Linked DNA regions of Zea mays: region 1 is linked to region 2. The links are chromatin contacts, called in public Hi-C maps. All regions are on one chromosome and are shown on one strand. Each heading gives the region's core, a stretch centred on a gene start, on an enhancer-like site or on the middle of the called end of the contact. The rest is flanking DNA. Distances are from core to core; before and after follow the strand shown. Region 1 holds the start of LOC100191336 (CF9). Region 2 holds the start of LOC732840 (30S ribosomal protein S9 chloroplastic-like).

Evidence for each region. A called contact is a pair of places that touch in the nucleus more often than the background predicts.
Region 1: a Hi-C map of leaf shows a contact between it and region 2, with 10 times the contacts expected there. The contact joins the promoter of LOC100191336 here to the promoter of LOC732840 in region 2. A contact is called at or near these places in 3 of 25 Hi-C or Micro-C datasets (ear and leaf).

What each region holds. Positions count from the first base shown.
Region 1 is chr1:288,095,425-288,100,824 of Zm-B73-REFERENCE-NAM-5.0, reverse strand. LOC100191336 (CF9) reads right to left here and starts at 1,419. Exons shown (of 1, transcript NM_001136770.2): 1 at 1-1,419. The coding sequence starts at 1,349. The coding sequence ends at 222.
Region 2 is chr1:287,894,850-287,900,343 of Zm-B73-REFERENCE-NAM-5.0, reverse strand. LOC732840 (30S ribosomal protein S9 chloroplastic-like) reads left to right here and starts at 1,905. Exons shown (of 2, transcript NM_001112446.2): 1 at 1,905-2,308; 2 at 3,372-3,787. The coding sequence starts at 1,922. The coding sequence ends at 3,659.

The sequences.
Region 1 (5,400 bases), core at 170-2,669, 200 kb before region 2:
TAACAGCAGGCATCTAAATGCCAATTAATCCCAGGCAGTACTACAGATCAACATCTCGCTCACTAAAGTCGTGCAGACCAATCTCAAGTATACATGCATAACAGACTTATGCTGCATAATTGATCTTCTTTCCACTCTTTTCTGATTTACAGTTTAAGTATGGTTCCTACAGTTTTATACAAACAATGTGCAAAAATAGGAAAGGCAAACGATTACGCTCTTTAAGCTGCTACCAAGAGCCTAGTCCCATTCAACACATGCAAGCACAATGTAATGCAGATCGTAGCGATAACCATTGACTTATCGCTCATATACCTCACGACACGCAGCCCACTGTCAACCATAGAGTCACCACCCTTCCTTGCCCCATCTTGTAGCTTCCAAAGAACAAACTCCAGAAATGACCTCACCGTCTCAAATGTGACCCTCCCTGTAACATCAAGCACAAACTTCCTGTTGCTAGGAACTGCCAATGTGCTCGACACCCTCTCCACCCAACCTTCCCCAACTCCATTGCCATTGCCACTGCCACTACAACTATCATTTGCATCCAAGTTGTCATTAGTATTGTACAGGGCATGGTGAGTGGTCTTCACCAAAGTCTCAACCGCACTATTGCACACTGAAACAAGCAATTCCTTGACCTTGGCATCATGTTTCGGATTGGTGAGCCCTTCGAAGATCTGTTCGTAGGTGTTGATGTGGATGGTCTTGTCAATGAACTCCCTAACCGCGGTGCCCACGAAGACCTCAACCCAGGTGCTTATCGCCTTCCGGCACTTTCCAGTCGCGACCACGTTGACCCACACCGTCGGGGAGGAGGACGCCTCCCCCTGAGGTGAAGGAGCGGAGTAATAGGCGAGCACGAGATGGCGAGCGAAGCTTCCGGCAACCGCGGACGCGAGACGCTCGCCTGAATCAGAGAAGAGCTTGTCTACGAAACGATCGGAGAGGGCCACGGTACCGCCGGATCCGGGCCCGGAGCTAGAGGATCCCGCCCCGCGGAACATCCCGGAGGTTACTGCCTCGGATAGGGTGGAGACGGTGGCGGAGACCTCGGGGGAGGCAGCGAGCTTGGCCAGCTGCTTGACGCTGCGGGGGACCTCGTCCGCGTCGGACCGGACGAAGTCGGCGAGATCGGAGACCACCAGGGCCGCCGCGTCGGCGGACGACGTGGCGGCGTCGGCGATGGCCGCGACGGCGGCGGCAAGGCGCACGAGGCGGTGGCGGCGCTCCGCGACGACCGGATGGTGGTAGATCTTGTACGCGCCGACAGCCGCCGCTGCACCGGCCGCGGTGAGGAGGATCCAGCGGCGGCGGCGGCGGGAGAAGAGGACGAGGCGGTCCATCCTTGGGCGTCCCGGTCTCCGATGCCCGGGGAATAGGGTAGATGGCGATTGGCGAGGCCACGTGGGAGGTGGGACGGTGGCGCGGTGCGGCGGGTTTTTTTATGGGAGCGCGCTGGGGCCCGCGGCGGTTGTGCTCCGCGCCGTGTGAACTGTGAAGCCGTGTGCCCGTGTCCGAAAAATCCAGGACTCATCGTATCGTATCGTGTGCCACGTTTTGCGGATAAAAATGTTTAAATAGTACTCCCAACCTTCTATAATATTAGTCATTTTTTACTTTCCAAGGAGTCAACCATTTTTTGTTTTAACAAATTTATATAAGAGAATATTAATATTTATAGTACATAATTAATATCATTAGCTAGATCTTTAAATCTATATTTTAGTAAAATTATTCAAAGACACAAATGTTACTAATATCTCTACTACTATTAAGGCTGCAAGAGTAGTCGGCCATTCCCGTGTTCTGCCACCATTCCTATTCTGCCATTCTGTTCTGCCACCGTTCCTATTCACATGTCTGTCATTCTCATTCTTTATTCTGTCTTTCATATTCCCTCCTCCCGCAAAGCTCATTCCTATTCTCATTCCCCCGTACAGCTCACGTCTAGCTAAAATTAAAAAAACACATGTCCTCAAGGGGATTTGAACATGTGACCTCTTAAGCAAAGGCCAAGAGTAGCTACCACTACACCACATATGTGTTTATATCTACATCTATGATAGGAAACACATCTACTACATATCTCACCAAGCTCACTTGCTATCATTGCACAATGCGTAGTAGTAGATAAGTATCGCCGAGATTCTTGAATTAGATTTTTGGATGGAGGTAATATTATTTAAAGAAGAGCTTTGCATGCAATTTCTTTTGTTTGAATAATGTATTATACTTAAATTCATTTTTTTGCATGTGTGACATTTTTCTCCGTAATATTTTTCCATAGATCAGACTTCTGTGTCATTTTCATAAACCAACGTCAAGCATGAATCCATGTTTCTTACTTGAAACCCCGAACAAACACCATGAGCAGGAGGCACTCACGTTGGCGTCGCTCATCGATGACGAGAAGAAGCTTGGCGACTGTCAGTTCGACCTCTAGAAGCAGTCCTACGAGGTCGCATGCGCCGTTGTGTACGACAAGCTCCCGCGAAGCCACCACTTGGACGCGGTCCAGAGCAGCTGCACCGCGCTGTCCATCGTTAAGCAGGGAGGCCTCATGGTTGTCGCCAACATCGACGACTCTCGGGTTGTTCTGGACACCGCATCCGACGACGACGCCATCACGTCGTCTAGCTCATCGTCCACCTGAAGCCCAACCTACCACGTAAGTCGCTACTGACCGGACATGAATTCTTGTGCGCTGGGAGGATGGACGTTGCTGACGTTGTGTGAGTGTCCTCGAACATGATGTATGTAGTGGAGTAGCACATCTGAGAGCACCTAGAGGGGGGGTGAATTGGTGATCCTGCGAAACTTAAACTTATAGCCACAAAAACTTGTTAAGTGTTAGCACAATAATCGCCAAGTGGCTAGAGAGGAGTCTCAACAAAACACAATACCACAAGAGATCAATCACAGAGATGACACAGTGGTTTATCCCGTGGTTCGGCCAAGACCAACGCTTGCCTACTCCACGTTGTGGCATCCCAACGGACGAGGGTTGCAATCAACCCCTCTCAAGCGGTCCAAAGACCAACTTGAATACCACGGTGTTTTGCTTTGCTTATCTTTATCCCACTTGCGAGGAATCTCCACAAATTGGAGTCTCTCGCCCTTACACTTAAAGTTCACAAAGAAGCACGGAGTAAGGGAGGGAAGCAACACACACAAATCCACAGCAAAATGCGCACACACACGGCCAAGAATTGAGCTCAAAAGACTATCTCAAAGTTCTCACTAGAACGGAGCTCGAATCACTGAGAATGACAAACGAATGCGCAAAGACTGAGTGTGGATGATCAAGAATGCTCTAAAGTTGCTTGGTGTTGTCCTCCATGCGCCTAGGGGTCCCTTTTATAGCCCCAAGGCAGCTAGGAGCCGTTGAGAGCAAATCTGGAAGGCCAATCTTGCCTTCTGTCGTCGGGTGCACCGGACAGTCCGGTGCACACCGGACACTGTCTGGTGCCCGATTTCCTTCCTAAAATGGCGCGGCCGACCGTTGCAGATCTGGGAGCCGTTGGCGCACCGGACATATCCGGTGCACACCGGACAGTCCGGTGCCCCCTTCCGACCGTTGGCCCGGCCACGTGTCGCGCGCAGATTCCGCGACCGACCGTTGGCCCGGCCGACCGTTGGCTCACCGGACAGTCCGGTGAATTTTAGCCGTACGCCGTCGGCGAATTCTCGAGAGCGGCCACTTCACGCCGAGTCAGCCTGGCGCACCGGACACTGTCCGGTGTGCCAGACTGAGCTGAGTCTTGGCTGTACACAGCCAAGCCTTTTTCACCTTTTTTCTTTTCTTCTTCTTTCTGTTTCTAACACTTAGACAAGTATATTAGTACACAAAACCAATGTACTAAGGCTTAGAAACATACCTTTACTCTTGATTTGCACTTTGTCCATCCATGAGCATAAATTCACATTTAAGCACTTGTGTTGGCACTCAATCACCAAAATACTTAGAAATGGCCCAAGGGCACATTTCCCTTTCAATCTCCCCCTTTTTGGTGATTTATGCCAACACAACATAAAGCAACTAGAACAAGTGCAATATCACTTCAAATAAACTCAAATTTATTTTGATTCAATTTTGGCATATATGGATCATCCTTTGCCACCACTTGGTTTGTTTTTGCAAATCAACTTCAAATCTCTATCTCTAAGTCAAACACACATGTTGAAGCATAAAGAGAGTCATTCCAAAAGAGATTGATCAAAGATTTCAAAAACTCCCCCTATTTCCCATAATCAACACTTCTCCCCACAAGAGGCCAACTTTTGACAAGAGAGATAACAAAAGAGTTTTGACAAAACAAAAACACTATTCTACTATTTTCAAAATCTCTCAAGTGGTAGCTGATCCATTTATCACTTTGGCCTTCATTTTCTCCCCCTTTGGCATCAAGCACCAAAACGGGATCAATCTTGGCCTAGAACCCCATTGCCTCACCAAAATCTTCAATAAGAATACAAAGGCAATAAGAGTACATGAGATGAACTTGGAATAAGTTACCCTCTCATCGGAGTGCAGTGGAAGTCTTTCATGGTCCAAGTCCACCTTTTCCCTTTCAATCCTCCTTTGAGACTAAAACAAGCAAACTCAAGCACATGGTTAGTCTCAAAGGGTCAAGTTGTAACACATCTCCCCCTAAACATGTGCATCACTTTGCAACGGACTTGTGAGGTCCAGGGAGTGTTTGTACAACTTGAGCACCATTAAGCAACAAAATGCAGAGGGAACATGATCAAAAGGCATAAACACATGTATGCTACAAATCAATCCAAGTTCCGCGAATCTAGGACATTTAGCTCACTACGCAACTTGCAAAAGGTCTTCTCATCTAGAGGCTTGGTAAAGATATCGGCTAGCTGGTTCTCGGTGCTAACATGAAACACTTCGATATCTCCCTTTTGCTGGTGGTCTCTCAAAAAGTGATGTCGGATGTCAATGTGCTTTGTGCGGCTGTGTTCAACAGGATTTTCCGCCATGCGGATAGCACTCTCATTATCACATAGGAGTGGGACTTTGCTCAGATTGTAGCCAAAGTCCCGGAGGGTTTGCCTCATCCAAAGTAGTTGCGCGCAACACTGTCCTGCGGCAACATACTCGGCCTCAGCGGTGGATAGGGCAACGGAAGTTTGTTTCTTAGAGTTCCACGACACCAGGGACCTTCCTAAGAATTGGCACGTCCCCGATGTACTCTTCCTATCGACCTTACATCCAGCATAGTCGGAGTCTGAGTATCCAACCAAGTCAAAGGTAGACCCCTTTGGATACCAGAGCCCGAGGCAAGGCGTAGCAACCAAATATCTAAGAATTCGCTTCACCGCCACTAAGTGACACTCCTTAGGATCGGATTGAAATCTAGCACACATGCATACGCTAAGCAT
Region 2 (5,494 bases), core at 656-3,155:
TGTTCTGCCTACCCTTGTTAAAATGTTTTCTACTCCCTCCACTCTAAAATGTCAAAATTGCGAGCCTATTTTCGTCGTCAAGTGGAGATAGATGAGATGTAAAGAAGGCTCACAATAACAAAATGACATTAAACTCTTATTAATATAATTAAGTATTCTCTCATTGTACTAATAGAAAACAGATACCTTTAATTATACAAGTGACTTTCAAGGAGTTTTACTGGCTCATATTTTGGAGGCTGCTGCAAAAGGAGTTACACCAAGATATGAAAGATGTTTGTTACGCAATGGAAGTGGTGGCAATGGATATTTTGGCAATATATGGATGGCGATTCAACACCAAAATTGAGGCTTCTTAGTTTCTTTTTGTTCATGGAAAGTTGTGCTATGTTGTTATGTTTGTTACTACTGTTGGGTTGAATATGTTAATTGTATTATGAAGCCATACACATCGTTGATGCAAAAAAGGCTATAACATGATTTTTCTTTTTTTTTACATAATCACCTAAATTACCACTCTTAATATTTCTATTGCTATTTCCAAACTATCGTCATAGCAAACAGTGGTTATTTTGTTGTAGCTGTGAAAATGTCTCAAGAGCTATAAGGAGTTGATACTAGGGTTAATGATGTTTTTATGGCCTGGCGGTGCACTCACGAGGATCAGGATCTGGAGCTAAAGAAGCAGGAGCTGGAGCTTTGCCAAACGGGCCCTAAATCTAGTGGTCTGGCAAAGACAACAAGTGAGAATCCAAAAATACATATTTTCATTAGAATAAAAATAATCAAATAAAACTTGCAATACTATAACTATTTCATGTTAGCTGGTGACTTGGTTAGGATAATTAAGTTGGAGCTTATCCAAACTCCTCATATAGGGTTACATCACGCCTTGATCGTGGGAGCAAACCAATCTATGGCTGTTGTCCCCGGTCAAAAGAAGCGCCACAAAAATGCATGATAGGATCCACACGGAAGCCAACACTCTTGTGCTCCTGTAAACCCTAGCCGCCACAATCAATACCGGGATCTAGAGCCCATGTATCCTTTGCCGCCAAGCTCCAAAGAGCCAACTGCAACTAACCCTAGACACGACGACGCTGGTGACTAAGAGGGTGTTTGGTTTAAGGAATCACTACATCCAAATTAAGGTGGTGCATCATGGGTTCATTCCTCAAATTTGGTGGGATGACCATATTCCTCATATTAGTACTAACTAACTAACTATGATGAATGAGGTAATGATGAATCAACTCATTTCATTCCACAAACCAAACAAAAATAGTGAGGAGTGAGAAGATGATGGACCTATAATTGACTATAGCCATGACACCACTGGACATGGGTAAGACGGAGGGACACTGACATATGACATGATTTCGTTGACAAATGCGGCTATGAGCATTGGCCATGAAGGTATGACATGTGTCTCCCACTTCTCTTCAATCGCACCATCCTAAGGTGTTTAATTCCACCCAACTAAAATTTAGTATCTCTCATGTTTTTATTTAAATAATAATTACGTGTATTAAATATAATCTAATTATAAAACTAATTACATATATGAAGACGTCAAGACAAGATGATTTTATTAAATCTAACTAAGATTATATTTAATATTTGTAATTATTAATTATAATTAATAGTTATATATTTGATGTGACAGTAACCAAACACCCCTACGATAATCATTGAGGTTGTATCGGATTAGCAAATTAGGCTACGATATAGTCTGGTTCTAGAGTCATAATCAAAGTATTTATAGAACAGGTTTCATAATGGCAGCACAAGAAAGATTATTTTTAAAAAGAATTGAAAATAATTAAAAAAACAGAGCTCAGAGTCTGCTTATCCCCTTCGCCGCGACGCTCCCTATCCATAGCGCCCGCTCGCCCATCAGCCCACGCGGCCACGCCGAAGTATGGCGCTCTCCGTCTCCTCCCTCGCCGCCGCCCTCTCCCACCTCTCCCTCCCATCGACCTCCACCCCCAAGCCTCACCCGGCCCCGCTCCTGCGCCTGCGCTCCACCTACCGCCGCGCTGTTAGCCTCGCGCTCCGCGCCTCCGCAGCCGAAGCCGCCGAATCGTTCGAGGCGGACCTGCCCGCCGAGGAGGTGATGGCTGTCGAGGAGGAGGCGGAGGAGGATGCGCTGTCGGGAATCGCGCTGCGAAAGTATGTGAAGCAGCGGCTGCCGGGCGGGTTCGCGGCGCAGCGGATCACCGCCACGGGCCGTCGCAAGACGGCCATCGCCCGCGTCGTGCTCCAGGAGGGCACCGGCAAGGTCTTCATCAACTTCCGCGACGCTAAGGTGCCTATCAATCCGAGAATTGCACGCACTTATTACACCAACGTCGCTCCATTATGTTGTTTGGGCCGCATTGCAATCGGTAGTACTATCCCTGTAACTCTGCAATTGGTTAATACCTTAGAATTTCAGGAGACGAATTAAACCGCTGTGGTCAAAATGCTGCAGTACTATTGTTACTGATATCTACCAATGTGCTTATTACATGCTACTTGTAGTAGTAACAACAAAGTGTCAAAGACTCTGAAGCTTTGATGCCTGGCGGTAAGACTTCTAAAAGAAATGTGGAAGAAACGGAAATGGCGATAACATAAATGCATGGAAAGCTTTCAGTTAAAAAATAAGTAGCTGGCAAGCTGAACTAAACTTTTAAAGTCAAAGTTTTGGCGACAATGACAATGTGGTTAGTGTATTTTTAGTTTTACTTCGAATTTTGGATCATTTTACATGGATAGTGTATTTACCTTGCAAAGTTTAGATATAAAACTATCTTGGCAGCAGCTATGCGGCTCTTTGCATTATCTTTGTTGCTATTGTCAACTTCAAAAGCAGGAGGCACTGAATCAGCTGTCATTTGGCCTGCTGATCTGTGTGGTTGTTATTTTGAGTTACGTTTTTCAGTTGCTTGAGGAAGAAAATATTCAAGTCCATCATGGTCTGAACTATGGACCCAAATTATGTGCTGTCTATCTGATCTCTGATCTTTTCCACGAAGGACCCTGAACAGATCTTTGAAAGCAATTGCAGTCATGATATTATCTGCAATTTGGATAGATAATGCAAAGTGCCCATCGACCTGCACCATCCTCAGTTTATAAACTTCTTAAATGCCTGAAGGATTACATACCACCGTTCCTCGACCCTATCGAGATCCAGGAACTTTGTGACTATGTTACATACCACCGTGGCACCAATTTAGACGTTCTCGTTAGGCTGGTTTGCACAAGTATACAACACAACCATTAATGTGACTGAAAGTGCAACTTCAATCAAGTCAACTGATCTAGTTGAAGATGTTTATTTGATCAACTGTGCTTACTGATTTTCTCTCTCTCGAAATACACAGGAGTATCTGCAGGGAAATCCAATGTGGATGGAGTACTGCAAGGTACCCTTGATGACTCTAGGGTTTGAGAAGAACTATGACGTCTTTGTGAAAGTACACGGGGGTGGTCTCTCAGGCCAGGCCCAGGCAATTTGCCTTGGTGTTGCCCGTGCGCTGGTGAAAATCAGCAATGCCAACAGGGTTCCTCTGAAGTCGGAAGGTTTGCTGACAAGGGACACCCGTATCGTTGAAAGGAAGAAGGCTGGTCTCAAGAAGGCACGCAAGCGGCCCCAGTTCTCAAAGCGTTGAGGACGTTCACTTGTTGCATTGCCACTTCCAGAGGCCCTTTTTTTTTCTGTCAACTGCTGTGCAAAATCTGTAATGGACACGATATATCTGTAGTGTTATTTTCCTGAAGCAAATTTCATGAGGTGGCTATCTGATTCTGCTGGTCAAGTGTATTCTGCATTGGACGAACTTATGGCCCTATGGCCCTGTTTAGCACAACTTATTTCACAACTTTTTAAAAGATTTAAACGGAAGTTGTATAATGTTTCTGTAATTACTTATCAGTTCAGCCAATTCTAAAAATGAAAAAAAAAAAACGGTAATAAGTAGAAGTTGTTTTTCACCAGCTTCTCATATAAGTTGATTTTCCGACAAGCAACAGTTGTACCCAGCAACAACATGGCCTATAATCAGCATACTAGTGTGAGTAAAGAGCGGATGTTAAATCGATTTGCACAAAACACCAGGTCTTAGGCCCTATTTGGATCCAACACATTTTGGGCCTGTGAGGTAATGCAGAGGTGACACTTTATCCAAAGCAAAATCCTACAAACTCTTTCGTTCTTGATAATAGGAGATATTGGAGAGGTGGCATATTATCCAATATAAAAATCCATAGATCCGAACACTATGGTTAGTAAGAACCCCTTAAGAATATGAATATCTGGATTCTTAGAATTTGGGTGAAATTGGACGTGGCCTTAACAGGTTGCTTCTCCAGTTCCCAGAATTTGGAACCTCTATATCTAATTTTAACCGCTAACATTTATCACTCGAGGCTCTAAACAGGCCCTAAGAAACATAAAATCAACTCCAGAGTCCAGAAGATGTTGGAGTGGAGTTGGATCAGTACCGACAAGATGGCATCCCTGATGAGAAAAGATTCGATGGAAAGAAAGGTTTCATTTGTAACCTCCACATGCATACCGTTCGTTTGCATCTGAAACTTTTTTGTTGTTTTTTTATGTTTCCTTTTACTTCGCGCTCTCGGATGTTTTGCATTATGTTTCCTGACTTGTTTGGCTCTCTGGTTTACATGTCTGACACTACTTGTCTAGCTTTTGCGAAATATTACTCGAATGAAGTTAAAACCTGCTAACAACTTATTAGCTAACCAGCAATTATCTCTAGAGGTTTGGAACGGGCCTATTGTCCCTGTAAGATCCATGGTAGCATACTAGCATTAACAGTTTACACAGGAAGTTGGGATGCTGAACCTAAAAAAAAACTATGGTAGCATTAACAGTCTATGCCTGTATTAAGCAGGAACTTGGGATGCTGACTCTCAAAACCTCTTTAGGCTTTGTTCGTTTACATCAATCCAACTCTGGATTAGTATGGATTGGAATCTATGGAGGATTTCATCCTATGTAACCGAACAAGTCCTTATTAATAATCAGAACCACATCCAATACTGTGGGCAACCATGCTAGTAAGCTTTAGTTGTGCAATGTGCGGTACAACTGCTCAGCTGTAGTTGTGCAAAAGGCACCATGTAATAAAGTCGTCGTGCCGGTTGCATGCGTTTAGCATAAAAGCAGAGCTACCTTTTCTGCCCCCCGAACCAGTGATACAGTAACAGAGTAGAGCGGGCCTCACCCACAATTCCTGCGTTCCTCCATTCGGCCTCGCCCCCAGCCCCACTTGTGGGCTTTGGTAGAACGGGAACCACTGCAAAAGCGAAACCAACATATAATTCTTGGCTTGAGAATTGGGCGAGGATTTGAGACCGTGCATGTCCTTTCGCAGTGGTGGTCCTCGACGGCCTGTTAAGGAATAGCGATGACAGATCCCATATCTGTTTGCCTTTTATCAGCTCTCGCAGAAGCTTCAGTAGTTGAGTGATTCGTGAGGAG